Regions from separate parts of the Mus musculus genome. Here region 2 is linked to region 1. The links are chromatin contacts, called in public Hi-C maps. All regions are on one chromosome and are shown on one strand. Each heading gives the region's core, a stretch centred on a gene start, on an enhancer-like site or on the middle of the called end of the contact. The rest is flanking DNA. Distances are from core to core; before and after follow the strand shown.

The links. Hi-C and Micro-C count contacts between places; a contact is called where the count stands out from the background.
Region 2: a Hi-C map of stem cell-derived motor neurons shows a contact between it and region 1, with 4 times the contacts expected there. The contact joins the enhancer-like site here to the promoter of Olig1 in region 1. A contact is called at or near these places in 4 of 39 promoter capture datasets (HPC-7-derived erythroid cells, embryonic stem cells and macrophages), 10 of 484 Hi-C or Micro-C datasets (the 63-12 cell line, B cells, cerebellum and 4 more), 8 of 115 datasets of contacts at active chromatin or transcription factors (embryonic stem cells, neural stem cells and stem cell-derived neural progenitor cells) and 1 of 9 other capture datasets (liver).

Annotation. Positions count from the first base shown.
Region 1 is chr16:91,267,592-91,271,176 of GRCm38.p6, reverse strand. It overlaps Olig1 (oligodendrocyte transcription factor 1), which reads right to left and starts at 1,408. Exons shown (of 1, transcript NM_016968.4): 1 at 1-1,408. The coding sequence starts at 1,300. The coding sequence ends at 518.
Region 2 is chr16:91,333,437-91,336,985 of GRCm38.p6, reverse strand. No RefSeq gene overlaps it. Among named protein-coding and RNA genes, the nearest start is that of Ifnar2, 38 kb to the left of the region's middle. Within about 2 kb of position 2,270, at least 23 of the 459 cell types and tissues checked have an H3K27ac peak or open chromatin away from gene starts, as enhancers often do. A contact at or near this core is called in embryonic stem cells and stem cell-derived motor neurons, where this site is marked.

The DNA of each region.
Region 1 (3,585 bases), core at 159-2,658:
CAAGGGAGCCTGTGCGCTCAGGCCCTGGACAAGGAAAGGACGCCCCTCTGGGTAGACACTGTTGGGGAGCAGCTCTTAGGCCAGGGAGCGGAAGCATGCCAGGAAACCAAGCTGGGGGCAGCCTTTCGCTGCACCCAGGGCAACCCCCTTATACCGCACCGGCCGGCTACCGTCCTCCCCGACTCCGCGATGCTCACGGATACGAGAATAGCCCGCGGTGGTGGGGGTTGTCACCCCTGCCAGTGGGTGAGTTGTGGTGGGGATGCGAAGACTTCTGGCTCTAAACAGGTGGGATTCATCTAGAATCCCAAGCAACTACATCGCTCCTTGGAACACCCGCTTGGGTTATTTTAATTGCCAGGGAGTGGGGGCGGGGAAGAAGGCGCCCTACAGTCTGTCGTCTGGGAGAGAAGTCTGGAAATGTCCTCCTTTCTGGGGCCAGCTCTGCCTAGATCCAGGACGCGGGGGCGCGGGAAGATTGGCTGAGGTCGCGCTCCGCCCCGGGCCCAGCCAGCCCTCACTTGGAGAACTGGGCCTGCACCGCTGCCAAGCCCAGGCCGGCGGGGACCAGATGCGGGAACTTGCACACCGCACAGGAGCAGAGGCCAGGGCTACCCGCGCCACCAGCTGGGAGAGAGAACTGGCCGCACGGTGGCTCGTCGAGCGCTAGAGACAGGTACTTGGTGGGGCGCAGCGTTTCGGGGGGTCCCACGGCACCGGGTGCCAGCAGCACAGAGCCCGGCGCGGCAGCCAGAAGAGGCAGGCCAGCGAGGAGCAGGCGCGGGGCGGCGGGTCCCGCACCGTCGCCGAGCGCGCGGCGCAGCTCCTGCAGCGAGCTACCCAGCAGCAGGATGTAGTTGCGGGCGAGCAGCAGCGTGGCAATCTTGGAGAGCTTGCGGCCCGGCGCGCCCTGGCAGTGCGCTGCCGAGTAGGGTAGGATAACTTCGCGCAGCGCGTCCATGGCCAAGTTCAGGTCCTGCATGCGCTTCCGCTCGCGGCTGTTGATCTTGCGCCGCAGCTGCTGCTGCTGCTGTTCCTCTTTGGCGTCGGCCCGGGCGCCCCCGGACTCTGGCGCAGGTCCCCGAGGTTCAGCGAGCGGAGCTTCGGCCTTCTCGCGCGCAGGCTTGGGGAGAAGGGATGCGGTGGAAGAGGATGAGGATGAGGATGAGGAGATAGGTGGCTGCCTGTAACCCACCAGCTCATACAGCGAGGCCCCGAGCTGCACGTCTCCAGGCCGCTGTGGCCGCAACATGGTCGCGGGAGCCGCGTTCACACGCGCCTGGGAAATCGCATAGTACATCTGGGGCGGGGGCTGTGGGGCGACCCGGGGCGCCCTTCACTAACGCCCAGGGGTGGGCCGGTCGGCAGATCGCCCTCCCCGCGGACCTGCGTGCCGGCGGATGACAGTGAGGGGCCGTGCGCGCCTGACACCTTTAAACCCGGCTTGGGAACCTGCGAGGACCGCGGTTGGCGGGGTGCAGCCAATGGAGGCGTGAGCTTGGCCACAGGCGAGTGTTCATTGGTCGCCTGAGCAGAGGTACAGCCAGAGTTGCCAGAGAGGGTTATCGTGGGGCGCCTGCGCGGGTGCCACAGCGCCCGCCCTGGGAGGGCAAGGGAGGGAGCTTTAGGGCAAAACATTGTTCCTTCCGAATTCTAGTTCAGCTGGTCAGGCTAAAATGGCTTTTGCCTCCCTTTATCTCTCGAGCTCTATTGCCATCCCTTTTTATAGTTACATTTGTCCTTGTAAAATGTGATCAGCCAGTAATCCCATCGCTGGGAACTACTGAAGCAGGAAGGAGAGGAGGCCAATCTGGGCTCCAAAGTGAGAGGTTGGCTGTTATAAAAATGCAGTCTAATATTCATAACATGAAACGTAACCATCCCAGAGTGCGCAGTTCAGTCGTTAAAACGCCTGACTGTTGACACGATTTTGCAACAGATGGCCAGGACTTGTTTGCTTTTTGCAAAACTTAAACCCTTAAACCATCAAAACAGCAACTCTAACTCTTGGTAAGCATTAAAGAGAAAACCCCCTCTGCTTGTCTTAGTTCTCACTGCTGTGATAAGCACTGGAACCAAAAGAAACTGAGGGGGGGGAGTTCCCTTGGCTGACACCTGCCAATCACAGCTCCTCACTGTGGAAAGTTAGCTCAGGAACTCAGGAAGTTAGCAGGCACAGAGGCAAGAACCAAGAGTAGCCAACTGAGGGGAGCTCTAACCTGCTTCCTTCTGCAGGCGCAGGATCGCAGGATCGGGTTACCTTTCTTATAGAGCACAGGCCCACCTGCTGGGAATGGTGCCAGCTCGCAGTGCGCTGGGCCCTCCCACATCAATTATTAATAAAGAAAATGCATCAGCGAGGAGTCCACCAGGCTGATCTGGTGACGTCAGTGTTCTCATTTGAGGTTCCCTCTTTTCAGGTATATCCAGTTGACAAACAACCACTTCTCCACCTTGGTAAATATCACCCCGGGTGGGGTGTGTCTGCGTGACTTTGTTTTCTCTGGGAATCCCATATAGGCAGTCAGTCGTATTTGTCTCCCATATACACAGTCGTATTTGTCTTTTAGTGGCTCATTGTTCATTTTGGTGACTTAGCATGTGTTCAGGCTTCATCCATGTCAGATATAGCGCGCATCTCGATTCTTCTCCTCCTGTATCCAAGGTCGGGCCCCACTCCGTGTTTATTAAAAGATAACTTTAAACTTAAGATCCTCCTTGTCTCTGCCTCCCGGATCCTGGGAATACAAGCACTCACTCACCGTGCCCAGTTTATGCACTGGTGTGGATCTGAAGCCAGGGTTTTGTGCACACAGGGCAAGCACCCTACCCACAGAGCCACGCAGTCCCAGCCTGAATTCTTCCTGCTGAAAAAGCCAAATAGCTCACTACACTTCCCAGGGACGTCTTACATTTCCTGTAACCACCGCCTTTATCTGAGCTCACAGAGGGTGGCTTCAACCTCAGGGCTATTAGGACAATGCTCCTATGTGTGTGTCTACCTGACCAGGGCGTAGGATGGTTACTTTCCGTTACTTTCACCCCAGCTCTCTGATCCACAGGTCTACAAGGATGAAGGAGTCTTTGGGGTTACAAAACATCTCATCCTTCCCCAAAGGGATGTGAGCTGTTTTTATCAGTGACTTGACTCTTCCTTAAGCAAACCCCACTCTGGCCTCTGATCAGAAAGAACATAACACCCGACATTCCTACCTGTTGAGGGGGGTACCAAATATTTCTCGAGCACAATGGGATTCCTTGTGGAAGCTGGCATCCCTGCACACAAGTGGGGCATACACCTGCAGCTTGTCAGAGTCCTGAACTGTCCCTCAGGAAGAGTTGTACGGTATCTAAAAACCCACTGACCAATAAGTGGCATCAGGCCGTTATGTCACTGTGAATTAGATAATAAAATGAGGGTCAGAATAAAATGCATCTCCAGTTGTACACTCGTTGCTTCAGGTGCACAACAGTGATTGTTGTTACCTGCAGAACAGCAGATGTGGGTCCTCCTCCCACGGCAGAAAGGTCAGATCTAGCTCCTAGCAGAAGATGCACTTCGCCCTGGATACTTTTTATGGAAGA
Region 2 (3,549 bases), core at 1,021-3,520, 65 kb before region 1:
CTCTGGTCCTTGGTGCTCTGCTGCCTTCTTATCTACCTACCACACACCAGTATGAGATGGTTGGCCCAAGCAGCCGCTGTTTTATTTCCTCTGTGAAACGTTGATTCAGGAAACTCTGAGTTGAGGGTTAAGCCTTGGGAGTCTCTCACATAACTGCAATCAGATGGTGTTCAGGACCAGAAACTAGAGACCCAGGTCTATGGAAGCTGGTTGCATATCCTTTTCTCCTCCTGTTTGTTCATATCTCTTTCTTTTTTTAAAAGATCTATTTATTTATTTATTTTATGTATGTACACTGTAGCTGTACAGATGGTTGTGAGCCATCATGTGGTTGCTGGGAATTGAACTCAGGACCTCTGCTCACTCTGGCCCTGCTTGCTCCAGCCCCGAGATTTATTTATTGGTATATGTAAGTACACTGTAGCTGTCCTCGTACTCGAAGAGAGTGTCAGATCTGATTACGGATGGTTGTGAGCCACCATGTGGTTTCTAGGATTTGAACTCAGGACCTTCGGAAGAACAGTCAGTGCTCTTAACCGCTGAGCCATCTCTCCAGCCCCATTCATGTGTCTTTCCAGGAGGCCTTTTTACATGGGACTGTTTGGGCATCTGCCTTAGTTAGGGTTTCTACTGCTGTGGTAAGACAATGACCATAAGCAACTTGGGGAGGAAACGATTTATTTCAGATTATAGCTTGTAAGTCTGTCCCCGGGGGAAGCTAGGACTGGAACTCAGGGCAGGGACCAGGAGGCAGGAACTGAAGCAGAGACGTGGAGGGGCATCACTTACTAACTTGTTTCCCATGGCTTGCTCAGTCTGCTTCCTTACAACCCCCAGAACGGCCTGAGTACTGTCCTGTTCGAGTAAAGCCCTGCCCACGGTGAGCTTTGTCTCCCACATCAATCATCAACCAAAAAATGGCCCCAGGCTTGTCTGCAGGCCAATATGGTGGGGACATTTTTCTCAACTGCGGTACTCTCTTCCAAGCTGACACAAGCCTGGTCACGACGGCTTCCTGACTGCACAGCAGCCTCTCAGACCTTTCAGGGCATTGGTTTTCTGGGTCTGTACAAGTGTGCCAGAGGCCAGTGTGGAAGCTGCATAACCTTTTATGGTTTTGCTCCCAGAGTCCTGCAACTCACTCCCATCTTAGACTGTTGGTTGCAGGGGAGTTAAAAGTCTGCCTAAACTCAAGGCGGATGGGCACAGACTCCTCTCTCGATGGAAGAAGAATGGATTATAGAAGATCAGCTATGATGGAAGACATGCCTGCATCCGCCTTTGGGGATTACACATGGGTCTATATTAGCATACCATATCCATACATATAAGTAATCATGTATGTGAATAGTTATATGTTATGTATAATTATTCACGACCCTATGGATACCATATATACCACATCCTAAACAGAAGGTTTCTGGTGGTCCATGCCTATGATGCACAGCACTTAGGAAGTGGAGGCAGGAGGATCAGAAATTACAAGCCATTCTTAGATACATAGTGGACTAAGGTCCAGCCTGGGCTAAGTGAGAATCTCCCTGGATAAAGAAAAGCAAAGGAAGTTACTCAGCGGTGAGTGTGTCAGTGGTGAGAGGGGCTGCCTTTCTTATGACCGCTCTCAAGGATGTTTTCCTTCATGCCCTGAGAGCTGAGAGTTCTCTCTTCAGAAGCCTGCCAAGTGATTTTGAGGGATAAGCCAGAAAGTACTGCTCTTTTTGCTATTGCTTAACAACATTGGCTGGTGTGTGGGTATAGGCATAACAAACCTTTCTTCCCATTTTATTGATGGGGAAACTGAGGCTATGAAAAATCTCCCAAGAGTCTAGCCTATAACAAAACTAACCAGGAATCTGCATTTGTGGTTTCTGAACTGAAACCTCCCCAGGGATCCCCCAGGGGAGTGGAACCCTCAAGGATTCCGATGGGTCCTCGGGACTCTTATAATTCTTGGATGTTAGTGTTGATCCAGCAGCCCCACAGAGCTGAGGATGGTTTCCTCTCTTACTGGAGATCCTCAGTGGCTCCCCAGCACCACCAGCAAGAACAGATCTAAATGTGCAGGGTGCTCAGGGCCCTCCCTGGTGGGACCTGTGTGTATGCCTGTATGTCCTGCACACACACATACAAATGTACAGAGATACCACTCCTCATAGTTAAGCCAGCTCTGCTGGAGACCTATAGACATTTGGCAGAGATAATGCCCTCTGGACAGGCCATAGGCCCCCACCCCCAACTCCACCCTCTTCCCTGAAGAGCTCTCTGGAATTGCAACAAAAGGGAGAGACCCGGCTCTGACATTTTCTTTGTTCACAGGAGCTGAAAGAGAATAGCAGCACTGGCCGGGCTGACAAGAAGAGTGATGGGGTGGAGGCACCGGCTGCTGAGGGGCCAGAGAAGTCTTGGGGAAGTTTCCATATGTGACTACTTTCTGAAAAGACTTGGATCCAACTGCGCTCTTTTTTGGACCTAGCTTGTTCCTTGCCGATCCAATAGGTCTCAAGTGGCCCATAAAATTTTTACTACATTTTGTCCACCCGTGGATACTGTGACCTAACGTGACCCAATCAGGGAGCTGTTTGGCAATGTTTTCAGAGGGGACCAGAACGTCCTGGGGCTGTGGCCGAATTGACAGTGTTTGCTTTAATCAGGAATGATGGCTTCTGGTGGGAATCAGAGGCAGGTGGTGCAGAGAGCCGTGAACTTTGTCACAGCACAGTGACTTCTGTAAAATTCACAGCAGTTCCTTCCAACTCTTTCTGGATGAGCAGTGGGGACTACAAATGTCTGGTGAGCTGCAAGGAATGACGGGTACAGTGTCTGGTTTTAGTCTTGAACTCGGGCAGGGAAGTTTGCATGGGTTAAACCATGGATGGCCGCAGTTGTTTGAGAATATTCTACTCTGTCATTTTGATTGAATAACTCAGAGAAGTAAATGGAAATACATGAGAAAGGTCATTTCTTTGTTTTTGTTGCTATAGCAGAGCATCTGAGATTAGGTAACTGATAAAGAAGAGGAGTTGCTTTTGGCTGAGAAGTTCAAGGTCAGTTGGACAGCTCTCGTAAGGGCTTTATGTTGCTTTAAACATGGTGTGGGGGTGGGAAGTGAAATAGCTGCTTGCAAAACAGGAGAGGGGGCTGACTCTTGTTCTGGTTCAGTCATTTTTTTCTTTTCTTTTTTAAAAAAATTTTTTTATTGGTTATTTTATTTATTTATATTTCAAATGTCCTCCTTCCTGGTCTCCCCTCTGCAAACCTCCCATCCCATCTGCCCTCCCCTTTGTCTCTAAGAGGGTGCTCCCCTGCACTCCCACCTCACCCCTCTTGCTGGGACATCAAACCTCCACAGGATCAAGGGCCTCTCCTCTCACTGATGCCAGATATGACCATCCTCTGCTACATATGCAGCTGGAGCCGTGGGTCCCTCCATGTATACTCTTTGGTTGGTGGTTTAGTCTCTGGAAGCTCTGGTGTGTGTGTGTGTGTGTGTGTGTGTGTGTGTGTGTGTGTGTGTGTGTATGTGTGTGTGTGTGTGTGTGTGTGTGTATG